Linked DNA regions of Oryctolagus cuniculus: region 2 is linked to region 1. A link is a contact called in public Micro-C data. All regions are on one chromosome and are shown on one strand. Each heading gives the region's core, a stretch centred on a gene start, on an enhancer-like site or on the middle of the called end of the contact. The rest is flanking DNA. Distances are from core to core; before and after follow the strand shown.

Region 1 (7,449 bases), core at 3,552-6,051:
AACACACCAGTGCACACACCACTCAGCCAAGAAACAGAACCCGGTCCCTCCCGCCTCTGCCCTACCCAGACCCCACAAGGCCACATCCCTCATCCCTCGAAGGGCGTCCACAGCAGAGTCCCAACTCTGCCCCTGAATGCCCAGAGTCACGCCCACCTGGGCTCAGAGTTCCCCTCACAGCTCCGGCTTCTCTCCGAGCACCTGCCCCCAATCGTCCTGCCATGTTTTCAGGCCGTGCCCTTCCCTAAAGCTCTCCCAACACCAACAGCTCCTCTCAGCCTCGGCTTTGCCCTCTGGGATCGTTTTAAACAAAGCTGGTGATTTTTCTACAGCGAACATCCTCAGAAATCGAGAGGCACCTCAGAGCCATCCTCTTCCCACCCCGCCCCAGCTCCCCAAGACACTGCATTTTGTACCTTTCTCTGGCCTCAGGCAATTCCTTTAAGACTCTCGCCCTGCATATGCGTGCATTCTTGAACCCGGGTCCTTCCTGGTGCTGTCTGCCCAGCACCCTCCCACCTTCTGCTGTCAACGTCCTGTCTGATCCCAGAGGCCACGCTCACTGCTCCCACCTCCAGGAGGCCTTTTCTGATGAGTCCCTTCTGGAAGCTTCCCCGCCCCCCCCCCCCCAACCTTCACCAGAGAAGCCTGGCGTGGCTGCCTTGTGGTGTCGGCCATTTTCTGCCTTGTTGAGAAGTTATTTGGGAATATTTCTCATCCCTCCTTAGATTCCATGTTCTCTGCAGACCAACACTTTCTGGCCCGTCTTTGTTTTCCTGGAGATTTTTACGTGAACAGTGGGTGCCCATAGTAGGTCCCTTGCAGTTCCAAGTGGTAGACACTCAACTGGCTTCACACGAGGGAAATCCCTCAACACATAACGTGTAAGTCCAGGATGACAAAGACTAGAGGCACGATGCGTTCAGGTGCCCCAGCAATGTCCACTGCTCAGCTCGCTTCCCTCTGGGCAGCTTGTCCCCAAGGACCAGTCAAAAGAGTGTGCTTCTTCTCCAAGGGCTCCAGCCAGAGCTGAAAGGCCTGATTCTCATATGCCGGTTGTGGGTTGCGTGCAGCCCTGATGCAATCAGTGTCTGTAGCGCGGGCAGTGGGATGTTCTGGCTGGTCAGGAGTGGACCGAGGGTCCATGCGTCCACCCCTACAGCAAACCCACACACATGGGAGGAGGAAGTGGGGGTTCCCCAAAGCAAAATCAAGGCGCTTTCGCCGGAGGAGGGAGACGTGGATGCTGGCCCAGCCTTTGTTAGAGTTCAACAGAAATGGAGGAGCCCTGGGACAAGCAGCTGGCTCCCTTGCTCCAGGCCTTTCTCTGAGTTTCTCTTGTATTCCTGGAGCCTGACACCTACCTTAACTGAACCTCAGTTTCTTTATCTGAAAGAAAGGAGTCAGTAAGGTGGGCCCTGTCTACTGCATAGGCTGTTGAGAGATCACAGGTGACCCACCTGTGTGGAGAGATGGATTCTTTGGAGTGCTCCAATGCTGTGAGAATGTGGGAGTCCAGGAACACTGGGGAACAGCGCTGCACCTGTATTGAAATCCCAGCTCTGCTGCTTTTTAGCTCTAGAAACTTGGGTGAGGTTACCTGTCTCCCTTTTAAAATTTTATTTATTTGGGACGGAGGGAGAGAGAGGTGAGGCCAGGGTCTGGAGTTGGGAGCCAGGAACTCAAAGCCGCTCTCCCCCATGGGTGGCAGGGACACAACGACTTGAGCCATCATTTGCTGCCACCCAGGGTGTGCATGGTAGGCAGCTGGGGTTGAGAACAGAGCCAGGACTCAAATCCAGGCGCTCTGACATGGGATGCAGGCATCTTAACCACGAGGCTAAATGGCTGCTGTTGGAATTTACCTCTCTTGACTTTGGTTTTCCTCACTGTTGAATGAGGACAATAATTGTAACTACTTCATGGGGTTGTTGCAAATATTAACTGAGTTAATATATATGACCCAATTACAGTAATGTCTGGGACAAGGTGAGCCTATAAAAAGGTTTTACAGGTGTCACCATTGTTATCGCCTCACATCCTCACAATTTTGTGTGTTACTCTTTGTTCTTAGCTAGGCTGTCAGCTGCCTGAGGGCAGGGAGACTCCGGCTTCCGGCTTCTCTTGTGCCCCCTCCCCAGTAAGGGCCCAGCAGGTGCCTGCACCCGGGCTGGTAGGCGGCTGTGATCCTGCAGGGTCCTGGGCCCCGTACCGTGTTAGAAGTGGCCAGAGCTGGCCTAAGCCGCTGGCCTGGGCACGGGGAGGGTTCAGCGAAGCTGGGTGGAGCCTGAACAGCTCCTTCCCTGTTGGCTTCCGGATTCTCAGAACAGGAGGGGCCTGGAGGAGGCAAGAGATGGCCCAGACCTGGTGTGGGCAGAGCCTGACTCCTGTAGGCCTTCAGCACCGCCGGCGCCCCACAGCAGGGCCCGAATGCAGATGAGGAGGCCAGCGACTGGAGAGGTCAGGGGCCTGGCCCAGGTCACACAGCCGGCCACGGCCGCTGTGTCCCCGGAGCCCATCTCCCAGGGCCAACTCCTTGCGCGGGTCTCAGAACCAGACGGAAAGGTGAGGCAAGTGGTTCTGTTCTTCCTCTCTGGACCTGACCAACATTCCTCAGGGTGACTTCTGCCTGACTCATAAAGATATTTCTAAATGACCGCACTGGTCATTTTATCTCTGGAATGTATCCGGCTTTAAAAAAAATACAGAAAAACCTGGTGGTGGGGAAGTACCCTCTTCCTGCCTTCCAGGGCTGTCACCCTCCTAGGCGGCTCCCAGCGGCCCTGTGGGAGTGGCTGGAAGGCCTCATTTGCATAGGCCTCCTGAAAAGTCTTGCACAAACTTCAGGGTAACTCTAAATGTGGTCTAAGGCAACAAAAAGACTGTGCTGTTGATGTTTGCTTGCTTTTTTTTTTTTAAATTGAGGGTCATATAAAGTGAATAAAATGCCATAATCGTAAAGCTGGAGCTTGCAAATTTCTTTCAGATGTAAGCCATGGAGCCCAGGCCTGGTGGGCAATATTCAATTCCAGTGTTACTGCGATGATGCCTCTTGAAGTCTTTATCTTCGTGTCTTCTCACAGGTGTGTAACCCACAGGTGAAATGGGAGTCATGTTGGGTGGTGGCCTATGTGCCATTCGTGTCACCTCCCAGAAAACTTAAAGCTGGAGGGTCCCAGATGAAACTCGGGTTGGAATCGGAGTTCCATGGTGGCGGCTCCTTTAAGAGGCGGCTGGATTGGCAGGAGGGATCAACACCTGTCTCCTAGGAGTGGGTTCATTCTAGCTCTTTCTCACCCTTCCACCTCCTGCCAGCACCATGGGCTACCCTGAGCCACAGTGGACCTCTTTCCTTTGTAAATGATGGGCTCTCAGCTGTCTTAGCTGGCTAAGGAAGTCACCCTTGGTCATTCAGTTCCTTCCCCCCACCCCATCTGTGCCTGTAGCATCAATGGCTCAGTACATCCATTCATGCAGTTTAAAGGGGAGTCTAACCTGTTGTTTCCACTGTTCTGAAATGCCACGCGCGGTCAGACACTTCCAGGACTTGGCAGCACCTGTGCTGGTTACTGCCCCAATGGGTGAGTGCCCCTCCCCCACCAGATGTACTGTGGGCCCTGAGAGCCCAATCTCAGGGGCTGGCATTGATCAGGACCCACCCTCTGCCCAGAGATGGGGCAGGTGATAGGGGGAGCTGGGTCTGCATTCTCCCCCCACACACACACCGACCCCCTCCCCGCCTTTCCAGAACATTCTCTGCCCTCATCCCAGCACTCACTAGGCTACAACAGCACCGGACTGTTTCTTAGGCTCCAGGAGCGTCCAGCCCCCATGTTGCTCTCACAGCCCTGCCCACACCTTTCTAAGGAGCATCCCCCTTGAGGCCTCCGGTCTGTTTGCTGGTGGACCCCTAACACAGCCATAGTTCCTTGGGCAAACAGAAACACTTGCATGTTAAATCGCGCTCAATGGTGCGGAGCTGCATTCGTGCCTGGCAACTTCGTTCAGGCACAATGCAGAGCGGATGGCTTCTCATTCCCAGTGGAGTTTGCTCCTAACTTTTCAAGGCTGAAAGTGTGGGAACCGGCAGAGCCCTGGAGTTAAGGTCAAGGGAGATGGCTTCGAGTCCAGGCTCCAGCAACCACGGGCTGGGAAACCTCGGAGAGGCTGTGGCTCAGTCCAGGCCCCGGTGGCTGCTGGCCACACCCCTGCCCTGTGCTCTGTGCAAGGACAAGTGAGGCCAGGTATGTGTGAGGGCTTCACACATGGCCAGTGCTCACGTGTGTGCGACAGTGCAGCCCAGGCGAGCAGCCATTCTTGGATTCCAGTCCTCTCCCGAGATGGCCATTGGGCAAGATGGATGACCCAGCAAACTGGCAAAGGCGGGGCAGAGACCCAGAGGGCGGTGAATGAAAAGGCAGCCTCATCCCACCCCCACTTTTCTCTGCACCCAAGCCCACACCTTCTCCTTCTCTGTCTGGGGTGGCCTTTCCCCTAAGCTGGGTGATGGTGCTGAAGTTACAGACTTTCAGAGAGTGGGATACAGCAGCACCAGACCAAGCTCGTGCTGCCACTCCTGCCTCAGGGGATGTCAGGTGAAGAAACCCCGCGGGCACTCCCAACAGGTCTCTAACCCACCCAGTGATCCCCTCACCCCAGCCCGCGCCGCGAGTTCATGTTTCGTCTGCAGCCTGGAGCTGAGGCTTCCAGGAGACATACAGGCACTCAGCGTGGCCCCGTCTGGTTGGGCGCACAATAAAGGGTCCCCTCCCTTCCGGCGAGCCACAGGGCCTTTTCTAACTGGGTGACCCGGGAATGGTTTTCACGGATGGGACACGGAACTGGGCTTGGGCGCAGTGGGGGCCAGGGCACCGCCGGCTCCGGGGAGTTCAGCAGCAGCAGCGCCAGGGCGCAGGTCTGGGCGTCCGGCGCTGGGAGAACGGAAAGGTGAGGGCGCACCGCGGCACACAGGCCTCCGGGCGGGCAGAGGGAGCCCGCACGAGTGCTGGAGCAGGGGGAGGCCGGGATCAAAGCGCTCGGAGGCAGGCCAGGGCGCACCGAGGGGAGGCTTGCGACTTGCATCAGCACAGATTCCGTGATGCTCTGCAGACGTCTGGGGGCTGCGGGGCTTTACGGGAACCCACAAGAAAGGAAAGGAGCGGGGGAGCTGACGGGGCGGGGGCGGCGCAGGGCGCAAGGGTGCACTCGCCTGCCAGTGCGCTCCGGCGGCGCCTGCCCGGGGCTGGGCGCGCCCGGGACGGCAGAGGCCGCGGAGGAAGCTCCCGCTCCCCTCGCCCCGCCCCCGCCCCCCGCGTTACTGGAAGGACTGTGTGGGAGAGACCCAGAAGCACCCGGATTTTCGAGCGCAGGGTTGGGGGGAGGGCCGGGCAGCAGCCGTGGCCCAAAGGAAAACCAAAAGTGCTTCTGTTCGCGCCGCGCCGACATGCGGTTGCCCAGGGTGGGGGGCGGGCGGCCCGGCCGCGCCCCCTCCTCGCAGGCCCCCAGGACCTGGCTCTGGCGCGGGAAGGGGACTGAGAGGCGGCTGCGAAAGTGTCACGATTTCTTCTGCGCTCTGCTCCCGTCCCCACCCCCAGTTTTCTGGGTTTTGCCGCTGCCGCTGGGGAAGGGCTGATCCGTTTTGCGTCAAAGGACGGCATTTACTCAGTCCTGCTGGGAGAGGCGCGTAAACACCCCGGCAGGCCAGGACGCAGGGATAAAAAAAAAAAAAAAAAAAAAGCAAGCACCCACGGCCGGGGTGCATATCCGCCCGCCCCACACCCCTCTCCGGGACCCGCGGGCTCGGGAACTGAGCCGGGCGCGAGGCTTCAGGCCCGCCTCGCCTCGCCGCGCGCGCGTGTCCTTGGGGATGGAGCTCGGGACAAAATGTGTCTTATAGCTGTAAACAATGACCCCGAGTATTGTTCGGGATTACCGTATCTTGGGGCCCTTGGGGCGGCCAGATGCCGCCAGCCGTCCCGGAAACGCTGGCGCTTTATATAGAGAGCCCCGGGGAAGCTTGGCGTAACCGGCTCTGTTTTTCTCGCCCACTCCCACTTTACAGAAGAGGAGGACGCAGAGGACTGGAGCTGTGCTGTTGTCGGTACAGGGCGCTTCCCAGCAGGCAAGGGCCGTGGCCTCTCTGCCCGCCTCTGGGCCGCCACTCCCAGCCCACAGGGGACCCTCGGTATAATCCCATTTGGTTCTGATGAAGACCCCGGGGGTTGCAGATGGCGCTGACTTGTGAGTTGGGTAAACCGAGGTAAAGGTGGATTTCCTAGGCCGGAATCTCAGGTTCTTGGCTAACGCGGTGCTCCTCCGGGGACGCCGCATGGTCTCTGCAGAAAGCTGTGCGCTCCCCAGCACCCCAGGGCTCGGGGTGGGAGGGTCATCAGCCCCAAGCCCTTCCTTTTACAGGGGGAAACTGAGGCCCACAGAGGTTAAGGCCTCGCCCAGGACCTCACAGCTTGTAACTAGCACCACCCGGGTGTGCGTGCTCCGAGGCCTGCGCTCTTTACCCTGCGCCCCGCCCCGCCCCGCCCAGCGAGGCGGGAAGACTCGGGAGCTCGGCCACCCGCGCCCTGAACTTCGCTCCAAAACAGCTGAAGACAGCGTTGGGGCACACCCTCTCCCTGGACTCCCTTTTCTCCTGTTTTCTTTCTTCTTCTTCTTTTTTTTTTTTTAATTCCTAACAGTCTGGAGTTTGTCTCTAACGACCGATCGCTCCAGCCAGATACATTTTAATTGCCTGGCACGGAAGGCGGCCGGAATGTCTTGACTGGTTAACTTCGTCTTCAAGGTTACTCCTAACAAATTCACTGTAGGACCAAAACAATAAACACACACACACACACACACGCACACACGCACAAAAAGGGAAGCAGTGGGCAGCCCGCCACCGAGGGGAAAAACAGGCAGGCCAGCCCCGCCCGGCGGCGCCGCGCCCCGCCAAGGCCCGGCTGCCCGGCGGCGCGGGGACCCCACGCGCCCGGGGCGGCTGCTGCACCGGGCGGCGCCGCGGAGGGCGCCGGCGACCGCGCGCGACCGCGCCCTCCCTGCGAGCGGCTCTGCGCGCCCGGCTCCCGGCCTGCCGGCGGCGCCGCACTGAGCCGCCCGTCTCGTCTTCAGGGCTGTGATTATTTTCCAAAACGCGAAGCCGAGTCCCGCGCGGCCGCTCCCGGGGCCCCGCCCCGCGCCCCTTCCCGGGGCGGGCGGTGTGGTGGGGGAGGGCGGGGGGAGGCCGTGGCGCGCTCGGGAGCGGGCGAGGGAATCCCTCTCCCTCCACGTCACCCGAAAGCGAGGAACCCCGCACTCGCGTCCTCTAACGCAAATGACCATCTTTGGCAACGTGCGCCAATGGAACAGTCCAAGGGCGCTGGGCCCGGGGGTGGGCGTGGGTGGGGAAGGCCAGGGCCGCCCGGCTCCCCCAGACCGCGCGGGCCGTCCGCACCC
Region 2 (7,449 bases), core at 2,643-5,142, 100 kb before region 1:
CACAGGAGTGTCTCCGGCCATCCCCAGGAGAGCGTTTTGTAAATGCAAGTGGTTGAATGTGTTTGATTTGGTTGGGCCTCAAGCTGGACCAGAGCCACCACCTGCTACCAGAGCAGCTTCTTCCTGCATCAGGGACATTGTTCCTGCAAGGTCTCCCCACCCAGGCAGCGAGCCAACTCCTCCCGACCTGGGAGACCTCTCCTCGTGACACGGGCCCTCACAGGGTCGGCTCTGCTGCCAAAGGCACTGATGTGACTTGGGCATAGTCTTCAAAGAGTTTGTCTTTTTGTTTTTCAGGGTTGAGAGATCAACCCTGTTAACACCTTGTGAAAGAAACAAAATTCTTAAATATCCCTGCCCCTTTTGGTGTGTATTCCATTGAGACATCAAACCAGAAGCAAGGCCATGGTTTTGAAAAAGATTGTAGATACAGACAGAAGTCAGGATGCAGCCATTAGCTCAAAGGGGAGGGGTCAACCAGATAGGTTAACTGTACCATATGATGTTGCCTGACTCTGCAAATGCCTAGTTTTAAAGGGGAGTCCAGGGTTTGTTGAATAAATGATAGGCACATGGTAGAATTTAGGGGTGGTTCCTACCTTGAAGGACATTGACTTTGAGTTATCCTGTGGATTGAAAGAAAGTACAGACATGATAGTTGCAAATACTTTTTAAGAGAGGAAGGGAGGGAGGCTTGTGTTGGCCGGTAGAGAGTTGGAAGAATTGGGAAGTTTCTAAGAGGAAGTGGTTTTAGGATTCCACTTTGCAGGTGGGGTATGATATGATGTACAGGACGTAAGAGCTTCCCTAGATTATTTAGACCACTTTACCAATCCCAAAAGCAGCAGTGTCAGTCTGTGGCCATTCTGTGTTCAGAACTGTTATCCAAAGCCTAGTAGAAATCAAACACATCTCCATGATAAAGTTGACGAAATGTCAAGTCTTTTGTTTTGGGTTTAGAAATCAGGATCAACTGGATTAGAAATTAGACTAGCTCATGAGAAAATGGTTCTTAAGGCCAAATCCTTTACAACCTGTGGCTTTGGGGAGCGAGGTGGAGTGGAAGATGAAACCCCCATTTATCATAAAAGGGGCAACAATGGCTTAGCAAAGGCTCAGAGATAAGAGGGAGACACACTTGGCTCATCTAGAGGATTCAGACCTCAGTATAATCATAGTAGTCAAATGAAGGCCTCATTTGATGGAAATCTGCATTTGCTCCAAAGGGCCTTGGAGGTGTAGCAAAGGCCCAGAATTGGACTGGGATTTATCCCATTTGACTGCAGACTCAGAGGGCTCCGTGCAGAACACACAACCGGTTATTGAGCCTCTCTCTGTGTGTCAGGATACATGATTCCAGTGGTGCCTGTTGTCAAGTTACTCATTAGCTAGCAGGGAAGCCTGTGAGACCGAGAAAGCCCATGGTGCGATAGGGACTTCCAGAGTCCTGTGGGCATCCTCTACCTGAGGAAGCTAGGAAAGTGGCTCGGAGTCGACCTTTGAACCGGGTGCCATGGCTGAAAGAGCAGCCACAGCACCCGGGGAGACCAGTGGGGCCCAGGAGCACCCGTCCTCACTTGGATCTGGGAAGGTACAAGCACCCCTCATCATAGGAAGTCCCCATGGCCACACTGCTCTCTGCCAGTCTTCTGGAAGACTGCTTATCCTGCATGCCTGACAGAGTTTTTGTGAGGCCTAAATCACATGAAAGCAAATTGGAAGCCATGCTGGGTTTGCCGCTCCCATGCCTCCACCTTAGCTTAGAACCAATCACGCATTCCAGGGTTAGTTCACTGGCTAGCTGGTGTGCCTCTCGCTCTGTGCCCCGTGCCACAGTAATGCATGCAGACACCACTGTTGTCCCGTGGCCTCTCCCTGTAAACAGGCTTACCCTGCCCGTCAGGCTTGCTCGCCCACTCAGCCCTGGACTCTGTGTTGTCAGCCCTTCTTGCTATCTCTCCCTGACCTACCACTCATCTTTCTTGCACCATTTCTTTTTTTTTTTTTTAAACTTTTATTTAATGCATATAAATTTCCAAAGTACGACTTATGGATTACAATGGCTTCCCCCCCATACCGTCCCTACTTGCACCATTTCTTAAAACCTGTCTCCCATTTTGCTTTCTGACCTGAGCACCCCCCACCCCATCACATTTGTAATGATGAGACTTCAGCACGTGCTAGCATGGAAGGTTCTTTATTGGGCATGTGTCTGTGCTTCATCATTCTGGTTAGTCTGCTCCCCAAGACCCAAGACTAAGTCTAAGTCATGTTTCAAATGATTGCTCTGCTGAAGTGCAAGAGCTGGGTGGTCAGAGTGCTTGCAATCTGGAAAGCACTGGAGTCTGCAGGGTCTCCTGCTCACAACCCCGAGAGGCAAATGCTGTTATCCTGCCCATTTTTCCAATGAGAAAAGCAAAGTTTAGAGAAGTTACAAAATGAAGACGTGTGGCATGAAAGGGTGAGAGGGTGGCTCTGAATCCCACAAGGGAGCCAGAGCGCATTGTGGTCAAGGGTGGACTTGAAGGAGAGCTCCTGGGTGTAATGCCGAGGCTGGGAGTGAGCCGAGGCTGAATTAGCGAAGCCCTCGCAGAAGTGGCCAGACGCACCCAGCACAGGAGGCACCACTGCAGGGGTTGCTGCCCTCAAAGCTGGAGATCCGGATTCACGTGACTCCAGCCAACCTGCTTGGTACGAGTCAAGTGAATAGGAGCCAGGAGGGGTGTAAGTGACTCAGCTTCTGCCCTGGCTGGAGCCAGGCAGTGGACTTTGCAGCCTGCTTCCTGGGGAATTTTCAGACGGGCCAGTGAGTTCATCCTTCTGTTCTAAAGGCAAAACCCCTGCTCACCCTGCCCCTGGAAATGGGAGAGATTGTTCGGCTGACTGCCTCCGTGGAACCAAGGGGTCTGACCTCTTAAAGGAGCAACTGAAATACTGGCCGTGGGCACTCTAGAGCTAGTGGTATCTAATTGCATTCCTCACCAAACGGATGAGAAACCCTCCCAGTCTCCTCTGACTGAATCTGGAGTGTAGACTCACCATGCTTCGATATTTCAGCGCTGCTGCCTGACTTAGGAAGGCATAAGCTCAATGCAGGTAACCTGCTCCTGCCTCCGGGTGAGTTCACTCTTCCTGTTGCCCAGCTGGGACAGGCCTGGGGTGGGGCTAATGCGAGCTGAAGTCCAGGGGGCAGGCCTGGGGTGGAAAGCTACACAGCAAACGGGTGGAGCACCAAAGCTTAGCTGTGTGTGCAGAGCATTCAGGGCGTGGTGAGGGATCAGCTCCTGGGAGAGCAAAGATTAATATTTAACACATACTCATTTATTAGCGTGGCTGGATCTTTTGTCAAAAATGTCATAAATTCGCAGTTCAGGATTTTAAAAGTAAATAGGATTACTGATACTTCTCTTTCAATAGCCAATAAGCACCCTTCACTGAAAGAATAATAGAGTCTTTGATTAATCTTTAGCCTGAAATATTAAAATTCTACTTTGCAGAAGCTATTGGAAATAGTTTCAAAGAATTCCTTCCTCTGTCTCCATCCCAAACCCCGCCTGTGTCAAAGGTTAGGGGTTAACCGTATTTCCTTTAAAGCATTTAATGAAACCCTCTTCCCCTCCCTACATCTACCAGATTTTGACCTCAAAGAGGGGGAGCAATATGACAGCAAGATTTGTACCTTCACAAGTAAATATTGCAGTTTAGCTGGGTAACTACTTGTGGAAGCTTGTTAGGTCCAAGTGACTCACTGGCGTAGATGAAGTTATTTTTAGAGATGTAATTTGTACTGTTTAGAAAAGAATAAAGAGATGGCAAAAGGCTAGATCGCTCATTATAGTTTACAGAGCTCATGAACCCAGCATCCATGCGAAAGATGACTCAGCAAGGGGTCGCTTGGTACTTTCTCTCAGAATTTTACAGACGTGAGTCATCCACTTTAGTCTGCAGACACAGCAGCGAGATACCTGTGACTCAGCTCCATTTAGAAAGAGCACCAGCATTCAGCTCTGATACGCTTTTGTCCGTAAGTGCTGCGGAAATTACACACCAGAGCAATCTGCCTTTGTGCCACGCAGCCGTCGGATGGTTTTTAGCAAGGACTGACTTAGCTCCTTCTCTGGCCCTTGGAGGAATCTGTGACCCACGGCGGGCGGCTTGCCCCCGACCTTTGCTGCACGTGTGGCACAGCCTCCTCCTTCCTGCCTCCTGAGCCCAGGGCGCCACTGGCCTCAGGAGAAGCAGCAGCGTCGCCTTTCTGTGCAAACGTGCCCAGCAGGAAGGGCTGCTTGTAGCAAGCATGCCTGTGTGTGTGTGTGTGTGTGTGTGTGAGAGAGAGAGAGAGAGAGAGAGAGAGAGAGAGAGAGAGAATGTGTGAGAAAATCCTCAGCCTGCAATATTAACAGTTCTAGTTTCTGTAAATGGGCAGAAATAGCTTTCGAAGGCTTGCTCCCCACCACACTTGATCTATGTCAGAGTTTAGAAGGGATCAAATCAGATTTCCATTTTTTCTTAAGTTTCCTAAAACTCCTCACACACAGCCACACACGCGTAATAGTGTCCACCTTCATAGGTATGCAGACTTGTCAAGGCAAGGACCTGTTCTCTCTGCGGGCCGCTGCTTTGGTCCGGGGCACAGGGCTCTGCTGGCCGAGCAGCCCCCCAGGTGTGCAGCCCCTCGTTGTCGCGGGTGCACAGTGATTACACAGCCTACTGGGAGTTAGGCTTGGAGCAGAACTGTGCTTCCGTGTATGCGGAAAGCAGTCCTCTGCACTTTACAGACCCATGAGGAGATCGCTCTAACAGTTTATCATATCTGTCCAAGAAACATGAACATGGCTACGAGAGCGAATGCTCCAGACAGACATACCATGAAAAGGGAGAGGACCCTGCCCCATGCCTGCCTGTGACAGCCACCTTTAACCTCCTGCCACTTACTGCATGTGCAGCACTGGTGCTGAGGATGGCAGGCCTTGTAGGGACCTGCTGCTGGGGAGAACAGCCTTATGTGCGTTCAGGTGAGCTCTGCACCCGTGTGAGGATCTGGCACGCCACAAGCCCTGTGTTTGGCTCTGTGGTCCCAGCAAGGGATAAGAGCATGAAGGGGCGTGTGCTCGCGTTGGGGAGACGGGCATGCAAGCCATAAATACTAATACTGTGTGCTCAGTGCTCTCGTACAGGTCCATAAAACCCCATCTGAGGCTCTACAGAAATGGCCTAGAGATTGGTCTTTAAGTGCAAGCAGAAACTTTCCAGGTAAATGAAGAAGAAAGAATGTCCCGAGAGAAGTGTGCTCATGGACTACTGTGGCACATTCTGAAAGTCGGGAATACTCACGGGATGGAATTCTTAGAATAGGTGAGTTCAGGAAGGAATGGAGAGAGGAGGCAAGAAAGGAATGTGCCTGATTGTGGACAACATCGTAAGTTACTCTAAATGTGCCCTATCCTGCTGGAGAGCTTTGAAGCCCTCTGAACAGGGATGTGGCATCGTCTCAGGTACGCTGTAAGTCCCATGGCAGAGGGGAGCGTACCTTCAAGTAGGAAGAAGCCAGGGGCAGAAGAAACACATGGGCAGCTAGTTCAGGCGGGAGAATAGGAGGAACTAAGATAATGGGAGTGGGGAGGCAGAGGAGAGGGCAGGTTCTAGACATCCTTCAGAGTAGCATCAGGAAAACGTGGTGAACATTCAGATTTGGGGCTTGTTTGTTTTAAAGACTTATTTATTTGTTTATTTATTCATTTGAAAGGCAGAGTTACAGAGGGAGAGGGAGAGACAGAGAGTTTCTGTTCACTAGTTTACTCCCCAAATGGCAGCAACTGCCGGACCTGGACCATTCCAAAGCTAGGAGCCAGGACCTTCTTACTAGCCTTCCACGTGGGTGCAGGGGCCCAAGCGCTTGGGCTATTTTTTTTTTTTTTTTTTTTTTTTTGACAGGCAGAGTGGACAGTGAGAGAGAGAGACAGAGAGAAAGGTCTTCCTTTGCCGTTGGTTCACCCTCCAATGGCCGCCGCGGCCGGCGTGCTGCGGCCGGCGCACCGCGCTGATCCGATGGCAGGAGCCAGGAGCCAGGTGCTTTTCCTGGTCTCCCATGGGGTGCAGGGCCCAAGCACCTGGGCCATCCTCCACTGCACTCCCTGGCCACAGCAGAGAGCTGGCCTGGAAGAGGGGCAACCGGGACAGAATCTGGCTCCCCGACCGGGACTAGAACCCAGTGTGCCGGCGCCGCAAGGCGGAGGATTAGCCTAGTGAGCTGCGGCACCAGCCCGCGCTTGGGCTATCTTCTACTGCTTTCCCAGAGGCATTGGAAGAGAAATGGATGGGAAGTGGAGCAGCTGGGACTTGAACCAGCACCCATGTGGAAGGCCAACCCCACAGACAGTAGCTTTACCTGCTGTGCCACAGTGACAGCCCCAGATTTGGGAGTATAGAGAGAGAAAGGAATTGCACATTGCTGTGTGATTCGTAGGTAGGGTACCTGAGGGGAAAGCACACATTTAGGAAGAGGGCCACAGTTTATAGGAAAGAAAATGAGTTTGCATTGAGTTTTGAGGTGCTTATGTGGCAAACAAGTTGAATTATTCAGTAGGTCGTTAAAAATGTGAGACTAAAGCTTCATGACCCACATCGTGGTGGCAGTTGAGACCATGGCACTGGTGGGATTCCCAAGGGACGAATCTACAGTGAGGGGACTGAAAACAGCTCTGGGGAAGGCAAGCAGCTGGTAGAAGGAGAGGGCAATGGAGATTAATATTAATTTGGATGGAGATGAATTAGCAGCAGAGGGCTAGGAGAGGTGCAAGTGAAACCACTTGCTTTAGTAATGGTCCTGGTGCTCGTGGACAGAGCAAAAAAATACCCATTGTTAGAGGGGAAGCCAGGGGTGCGTGATTACTGATTAACTCAAGTGAAGAAGCTCAGTCAGACCTCTTCTGAGAGTTTGGGGAGTTAAAGGAAGAGTGAATGGCAGAAGGCAGGAGGAGTGAAGGGATGATGGGCAGGGCATGCGTTTTGGGGCTATGAGAATCCAAGCATCATGGGAAGGAGCCACCGGAGGAGACAGAAATTTCCGGCATGGAGTTAGTCCCTCCCGAGCAAAACATGGAGAAGGTGAAATCTGCAGCTGGGGCCACTGGAGATTTTGCCGTTGCTTTCTCTGCCACCACCAGGTGAAGGGAGAGCTCCAGAGAAGAGTAGCGTTGTCCCTGGCCTGCGGCTCAGCCAGAAACCTCAGGGCAGTTTGTCCAGGCACAGGGGCAGGGCAGGGCCTTCAACCATCCATCTGCTTTGTATGGTCTCCACGTTCCTTGCCTGTTAAATGAAAAGGGTGCATTGTGGAGCAGGTAAAAGGAAAAGCACCCCAGTAGTAGCCAGTCAGCCTCTTGTGTCCGAACCCCAGCAGCAGTTGATGCATCCTCTTGTTCTGCTTCTCACACTGCATTGTGATTCCTT

The links. A called contact is a pair of places that touch in the nucleus more often than the background predicts.
Region 2: a Micro-C map of ear pinna shows a contact between it and region 1, with 4 times the contacts expected there. The contact joins the enhancer-like site here to the promoter of FOSL2 in region 1. A contact is called at or near these places in 2 of 6 Hi-C or Micro-C datasets (ear pinna and skin fibroblasts).

The regions. Positions count from the first base shown.
Region 1 is chr2:174,543,179-174,550,627 of mOryCun1.1, reverse strand. FOSL2 (FOS like 2, AP-1 transcription factor subunit) reads left to right here and starts at 4,801. Exons shown (of 4, transcript XM_051843056.2): 1 at 4,801-4,947. The coding sequence starts at 4,816.
Region 2 is chr2:174,645,879-174,653,327 of mOryCun1.1, reverse strand. The region is part of intron 10 of BABAM2 (BRISC and BRCA1 A complex member 2); the gene reads left to right. Among named protein-coding and RNA genes, the nearest start is that of FOSL2, 100 kb to the right of the region's middle. Within about 2 kb of position 3,892, at least 2 of the 8 cell types and tissues checked have an H3K27ac peak or open chromatin away from gene starts, as enhancers often do. A contact at or near this core is called in ear pinna, where this site is marked.